Linked DNA regions of Anas platyrhynchos: region 2 is linked to region 1. A link is a contact called in public Hi-C data. All regions are on one chromosome and are shown on one strand. The core of a region is the stretch at or near the end of the contact, and the rest is flanking DNA. Distances in the headings are between cores, read along the strand shown.

What was found. Hi-C and Micro-C count contacts between places; a contact is called where the count stands out from the background.
Region 2: a contact with region 1 is called in a Hi-C map of subcutaneous adipose tissue, with 2.7 times the contacts expected there. The contact joins the promoter of CDK5R1 here to the enhancer-like site in region 1. A contact is called at or near these places in 4 of 8 Hi-C or Micro-C datasets (liver, skeletal muscle and subcutaneous adipose tissue).

What each region holds. Positions count from the first base shown.
Region 1 is chr28:6,110,885-6,114,244 of IASCAAS_PekinDuck_T2T, forward strand. It overlaps MYO1D (myosin ID), which reads left to right. Exons shown (of 22, transcript XM_027445220.3): 10 at 36-150; 11 at 862-1,032. Among named protein-coding and RNA genes, the nearest start is that of MYO1D, 47 kb to the left of the region's middle. Within about 2 kb of position 1,372, at least 2 of the 8 cell types and tissues checked have an H3K27ac peak or open chromatin away from gene starts, as enhancers often do.
Region 2 is chr28:6,224,082-6,227,104 of IASCAAS_PekinDuck_T2T, forward strand. It overlaps CDK5R1 (cyclin dependent kinase 5 regulatory subunit 1), which reads right to left and starts at 1,606. Exons shown (of 1, transcript XM_027445222.3): 1 at 1-1,606. The coding sequence starts at 1,483. The coding sequence ends at 593.

The DNA.
Region 1 (3,360 bases), core at 122-2,621:
TCACCACCTTCTTTTTTTTCCTTATGTTTTTGCAGTTTTGAGCAATTTTGCATTAATTACTGCAATGAAAAGCTACAGCAGCTCTTTATTCAGCTAGTTCTGAAGCAGGAGCAGGAAGAGTACCAGCGAGAGGGAATTCCCTGGAAGCATGTGAGTGATTTGGCAGGGGAGGGAGAGGTTGGTTTGAGGTCAGTCGAGCAGCATAGGTCACACATGTAAAGTTGGTCAATGAGTAAGCTCCTGTTCAAGTCAATGGGACATCTGTGTCCATGCCAATTGTACTATCAGGCTTGCTGTCTGGAAATCAGACTGTGGAAAAAGATAACCCGTTATCTTGCAACCTATTTTTATGGTTTTGGAAAACAGTTGATTCTGGATCTGTGTTTAAATTTCTCATGGCATCTCTGTGGCTGAGTTCCTAATCTGAACACTTACGTATTTTGTATAGTTGTAGATATTTGGGTAGAAAAATTCTGGGCATTCTGTTCAAATTCCTTTCATGATGCAAAGGATTGGATGCCCAGCTTTTATCACTTTAACTGTTTGCAGATGAATTTTTAAAAACATTTTAAAGTGCATTATGTAGCAGTTGATTTTTAGGAGATGTCACAAAATTAATGTGAGGCATGTGAAGATTACCACCTCTCTTTAGTGGCAGAAGAATAGCCTACTTAGTTTTGAGTTAGTATTCTGCATATTGGAAGCTGATTGTTTCACCTGTGATTGGTGTCCGATCCCTCTGTCAGACAAATGGTGCAGTTCAATCAGTGACTAACACTGGTGCACTTCTCTTTTACTAGCCAAAGTCACAAGTATACGTGTTCATTTGTTTTTGTGTTTGTTTTTTTTTTTCTTCTTCAGATTGATTACTTTAACAATCAGGTCATTGTCGACCTGGTAGAGCAGCAGCACAAAGGGATCATTGCCATTCTGGACGATGCCTGCATGAATGTTGGAAAAGTTACAGATGAGATGTTCCTTGAGGCTCTTAATAACAAGCTAGGGAAGCACGCACACTTCTCCAGCAGAAAGGTAATGTACTCTTCTGTATCTTGTTTCTTACCCTATGTGATGCTTTTTCCATTATTTAGACCTAACAGAATAAGGAAAAAGATTTGAAGAATGTCTGAGGTTCAAACTGTTGCCATAGAGTATGAAATGAAATGCCTAAGAGCAACTGCAGCTTTTAACTACAGAAATAGGCCATCTGGTCTGGGTCTGGGTAAGGCACCTCCTATGGCTTTATAGCCGGTAGAGGGAGCTCAAGTATGTCCAATGTGAGATCAATTTTATTCAGAGCATAAAAGAAGCAGGAGCTTGTGCTTTGACATACCATGATGTCATCTGTAACCAATTGAGGCACGGTTTTGGCTCACGTGGCTTTCTTCCCAGGCTGCTGTAATACATAGTGACGGTGAAATTATTCACACTTCTGCTTTATTACAGCACTGTGGGTTGTTTTTTCATCGTCATTGGCTACAAAACATGTTCATCTCCAGTTGTACCTATGATCTTCCAGGCCACTTGACTTGCTTTGTTTTTGGTACAATGTATGAATTAAAAGGCTTTATTCCTCACTTGGCAGCATAACGAAAACATGGTCACCAGCCTGATTAATTTGAGAATCCTTCACACCAAATTTCATTTATGAAATAAATTTCAGTTTATTGATGTCTGTCTGCTAAGAAACATTGTTTGGAATATGTCATTCCGAATGCTGGTTCCCCCCTTCTCCCTCCCACCCCAGCATACTGTTTTATGTAGGTCAGAAATATAAAATTAGCATCGTTGTATAAGATATGTGCTAAAGACTGCCTCCAGGGAGGCTGAATATAAACAATAGATCTGGCTGTGGCTTGTTTGAGCAGAGGCTAGGAAGAAAATAAAATCAGTTTTTCTTCCAGATGTGGTTTTCCTTATGTGCACTTTAGCTGTGGCACACCTGTCATCTCGTCTGCCACATGCATTTTAGCTGAGGGAGAATCTTGCTTTCTGTGTTAGCCTCGATTTTATGTGCTTAAGCAGCAGATGTGTTAACCATAACACATTCTGAGTAGACTCACATGAGATCAAGCGTTTTCATGAAGCCTAGTTCGGGTGTCTATATTTTAGTGCAAATTGCTTGCTTTGGTAGTACTAACAGTTGTGAACAGTGAAGCCTGGGGGAATGGATTCTTAAATCCTCTGCAATGGGACAGTGCGGGCAGTGGTCCAGTTCTGGAGCTGCCTAGTTACTAGGTAGAGGACTGGTAGAGGACTTCAGTTTCTGTTCTGTCATTGGTACTATATCTGCTAAGGTGGAGTGGTTCCATCACAGAGAGAGTAGGTGCTGCATGGATACCATGGGGAAAGAGGACTGAATTTCATAAAGCATGTGGCAGGTTATAAAATGAAAATTAAAAAAAAGAATCTGCTCAAGTCCTTACCTTCACAAGTCCCTTCAGAGTGTGGGAAACAACAAAAAAAAAGTGTGTGTGTATATATATATATCTCCAATTGCAGTATTCCTCAGTAGGGGGTGGCATTGTCAGAAAACTGCACAGATTTGAAGGGAAATGAGGAATACTGTTTTAAATAATGTTTATGGTGGATACGATGTATCTTCCTGGCTTGCTAATTTCTAGTTTAAATCAATATAGCCTTGAAAAAATTGACCTGTAAAATTCTCAGCATCATGATTATCTTTCCCCCTCTCTCATGTCTTTGCAGATGTCCTTTAGATTATCTCAGATATCATGTTCATTGAGCCCTTATCTCATCTAGAAGTGCTGTAAGAAATCTGAGCCCTCTAAGCTAGCCTCTTCTAGCTGTATTAAAACAAAGGACTTGATTTCACTTCATAATCTTTCATCATCTGCGGTAGATCTGTCCAGATACTATGAAGCTGAGTGTAGATCAAAGCTTTTCCTAAAGAGTTAAAGTACATGTGCTGATATGTTATGGGAACTGCTCCCATCTTTCAGCCTGAGTTAATGCTTCACTGCTCCCCTGTAGAGCATGTTGCACACTGGCTCCATGTGGATAAGCTCTAAGGGGCTGCTGTGCCCTAAATAGTAGTGTCCTAGTTTGTGCACTGCATGCCTGATCTGCTGCTGTCTGCTTGGTTGTCCTGGTGAAAGCCAAACAAACCAGGAAGAAGACTGGTAAATATTTCCACTATGAATATTTGTGGCCAAATTTATGTTCTTAGAGCTCTGAATTGTCCATTGCTAGTCTAGATATGTAAATATTAGCTATTCTGATTGGACTTCTCAACATCAAAGGTTCATTTTCTCATCCTCTTTAAATTCTGATATTTCTTCAATTGATCTTGTAATTTCAAAGTGTTGAGTGCAGTGACGAACAGTATATGAATTCCTA
Region 2 (3,023 bases), core at 356-2,855, 110 kb after region 1:
CGATCCGTTCCTTTCGGATCCGATCCGATCCGTTCCGATCCGATCCATTTCGATCCGTTCCGATCCCATCCGCGCCCGCAGCTCCCGCACCGGAGCCGGGCTCCCGCTGGCGGCCGCCCCCCCGCAGCCGGCGGGGCCCGCAGGGGTCGCTTTTTTTGCCCTTTTTCCTTTTTTTTTTTTTGAAATTTTTTGTTTTTTTATCCCATTTTCCCCCCTACCTGCTCTTTGTCTCGGCCGCGCTGTCGCCGGGGCCGGGCCAGACCGGGGCTGCCCCGCTCCCCCCGGGCGCCCCCCCCTCCCCCGCCGCCGCAAGCCTCTGGGCTTTTTTTTTTTTCTTTTTTTTTTCCTTCTTTTTGCTTTTTTTTTTTTTTTCCCCACCCGGTTTCGCTGCAGCCGAGCTGAGCCAGCCCCGGAGGACGGGAATATTGGGGAGGGGGATGATGGAGAAGGAGATGGGGGGGGAGGGGCGAGGTTTCCGCTCCGCCGCCGCTTTGCTGGGCTGGGGAGGGGGTCGGGGGGGGTCCCCGGTCCCGGATCGGAGGGGGGTCGGGGGGGGGCAGCCCCGGGGGCGAGGCGGCGGCGGCGGCGGCGCTCACCGGTCGAGGCCGATGAGCAGGCGGCCCTTCTCCTCGGCGCCGCTCTCCTTCTTGAGGTCGGCGAAGACCTGCGTGAAGAAGTGCGGGTCGGCGTTGACCTGCAGCATCTTGGGGCTCATGAGGTCGATGATGGAGAGGCAGCGGTCCCAGAAGGCCTCCTTACAGCTCTCCACCAGGAAGGGCTTGAGCGGGTAGGAGATCTCGTTGCCCATGTAGGAGTAGGAGAGGTACAGGCAGGTGAGCAGCACTGCCTGCAGTTCGTGGTCGCTGGCCACCTCGGCCGAGATGACGTCCCGGCACAGCATGTAGAGGAAGACCACGTTGGCCGGCGTGATGAAGCCCTGGTCCTGCCAGCCCTGCAGCAGCAGCGAGCGGTCCACGGAGCGCAGCCAGAGCACGGGGTCGGTGGGCGAGAGGTGCTTCAGGCGGTAGCAGCGGCGGCACAGGAACTCGCCCAGGCAGCGCAGCAGCTCGCTGGTGGACGCCTGCACCACGACGCGGCGCGGGGTGGCGGCGGCGGCGGGCGCGGCCGCGGGGGCTTTCTGCGCCGAGGCGAGGGCGGCGGCGGCGGCGGCGGCGGGGGGCGGCGGGGCGAAGGTGGCGAGGTTGGCGCAGGAGAGAGACTTCTTCAGGTTCTCGTTGTTCAGGTGGGTGACGTTGCTCTGGTAGCCGCCGTTGGGCTGCACCTTCTTGGAGCTCTTCTTCTTGGCCGAGACGGCGGCGATGCGCTTCCAGGGCAGCACGGAGATGAGCGAGTGCCGCTTCAGGCCCTTCTCCTTCGCGTTCTTGCTGTTCTGCACCGCCGTGTAGTGCCCCACCGTGGCCGCCCCCTCCTCGAACAGCGGGGCCTTCCGGTAGCTCGGCGACAGCGACAGCACCGTGCCCATGGCGCCGGCCGCCCGGCGGGGCCCGCCGCCCGCCCCGGCCCCGGCCCCGGCCCCGGCCCCGGCGCGGCCCCGCGCTCGCTGCCCGCTCCGCCGCCGCCGCCGCTCAGCGCCGCGCCTCGCCCCGCCCCGCCGCCGCGCGCGCTCCCGCCGGCGCAGTGCGCGCCCCCGCCGCCCCGCCCCGCCGCCCCGCCCCGCCGCCGCCACGTGCGCCCGCCGCGCCGGCGGGAAAAGGGGCGGGGAGGCCCCGCCCACCCAGCCCGAGGCCACGCCCCCGGCCGCGCCCCCTCGGCGCCGCCGCGCCACGTGCGGCCACCGGGGGGGGGGGGCGGCGAGAACGGGGGGAGCCGGGGGAGGAGCCCCGGGGGGACCCCGGGATCGGGGGGGGGAACCCGGGGGAACGGGCCCGGGGCCGCGCCCAGCGCCCCGCCCGGTAACGCCGCCGCCAGCACCGGGCGCAGCTCGGGGCCGGCCCCGCAGCGACGCCCGCAGGCGGTGCCGGGGCAGCGCAGCCGCTGTCACCGCGCCCCGGGAGGGACGGGGTGAGCGGCCCCCGAACCCCGCACCTGGGGCTGAGGGCACGGAAAAAAAACGAGGTCGAGGCCCCGGCCCCGCTGCTGCTGCCGGTGGCGGGGCCGGAGCTGGGCGGTGCCGAGCAGGCAGCAAGGCCCTGAGACCCCCCCAGCTGCTCCCCCCCCCAGCACCCCGGGTTTTTCCAACACCCGGAGCCCCACGGCCGCAGCTCACAGCACGAGGGTCGCACCTGGGATCCCCGTGCAGCAGCTCAGGATGCCGGGCGGGGCTGGAAAAGCTGCACCCGCAGCGAGGCCCCAGGCCAGAGAGCAACGGTGCTGCAGCCAGGCCCCACACACCCCCCTCTGCACAGGAACGAGGAAATCCACGAGGAGCTGGTCCCTGGTGGGCTCCTGCCCTCCCATCCCCGCAGCCAGCTGCAGAGGATTCCTGCAGCAGAGGGGCACTGGGGCTGTGCAGGGCCAGGCCCAGGGGCACTGCTCTTACCAGGAAAGCCCCCGGCTGTTAAAAACATCACCCGAAGCCCTGCAGCATGAAACACACCTTCATGTGAAAGCCTGGTTTTTAAGTCAAGCCTGTGAAGGCTAAGCTAAAAGGGTTTAACAAGGCTTAACCTTTGAGATCATTTGGCCCCAGTTTTAATAGGGTTGGACACGGAAGGCAGGTGCGCGGATGCCTAGTAAAGCCCAGCTTCCCTCGGAGAGCTGGAATGATGAGTGTGCCATCGGGACAGCGGCCCCACAGCCACATGCCCCAAACCCCTTGCCATGCTCCTCCTGTCTGCTCTCTAGCTGCTGGTTTGGTCTTCCCTCACCCTTTAGATGATGGCCAGAGCTGGACAGCGCCCTCGCTGAGGACACATGCAAGATCTCCACCTTTTTGTGCTGTCTTCACCTCAGCACCTTGTTTGTGCACATAAGCACCGCACACACACAGGCTCCATGAATGAATTTCCCCTCATTCACCTACAATCAGCAACCTAAATCAGCAAGTCACATCCACAGCTAAG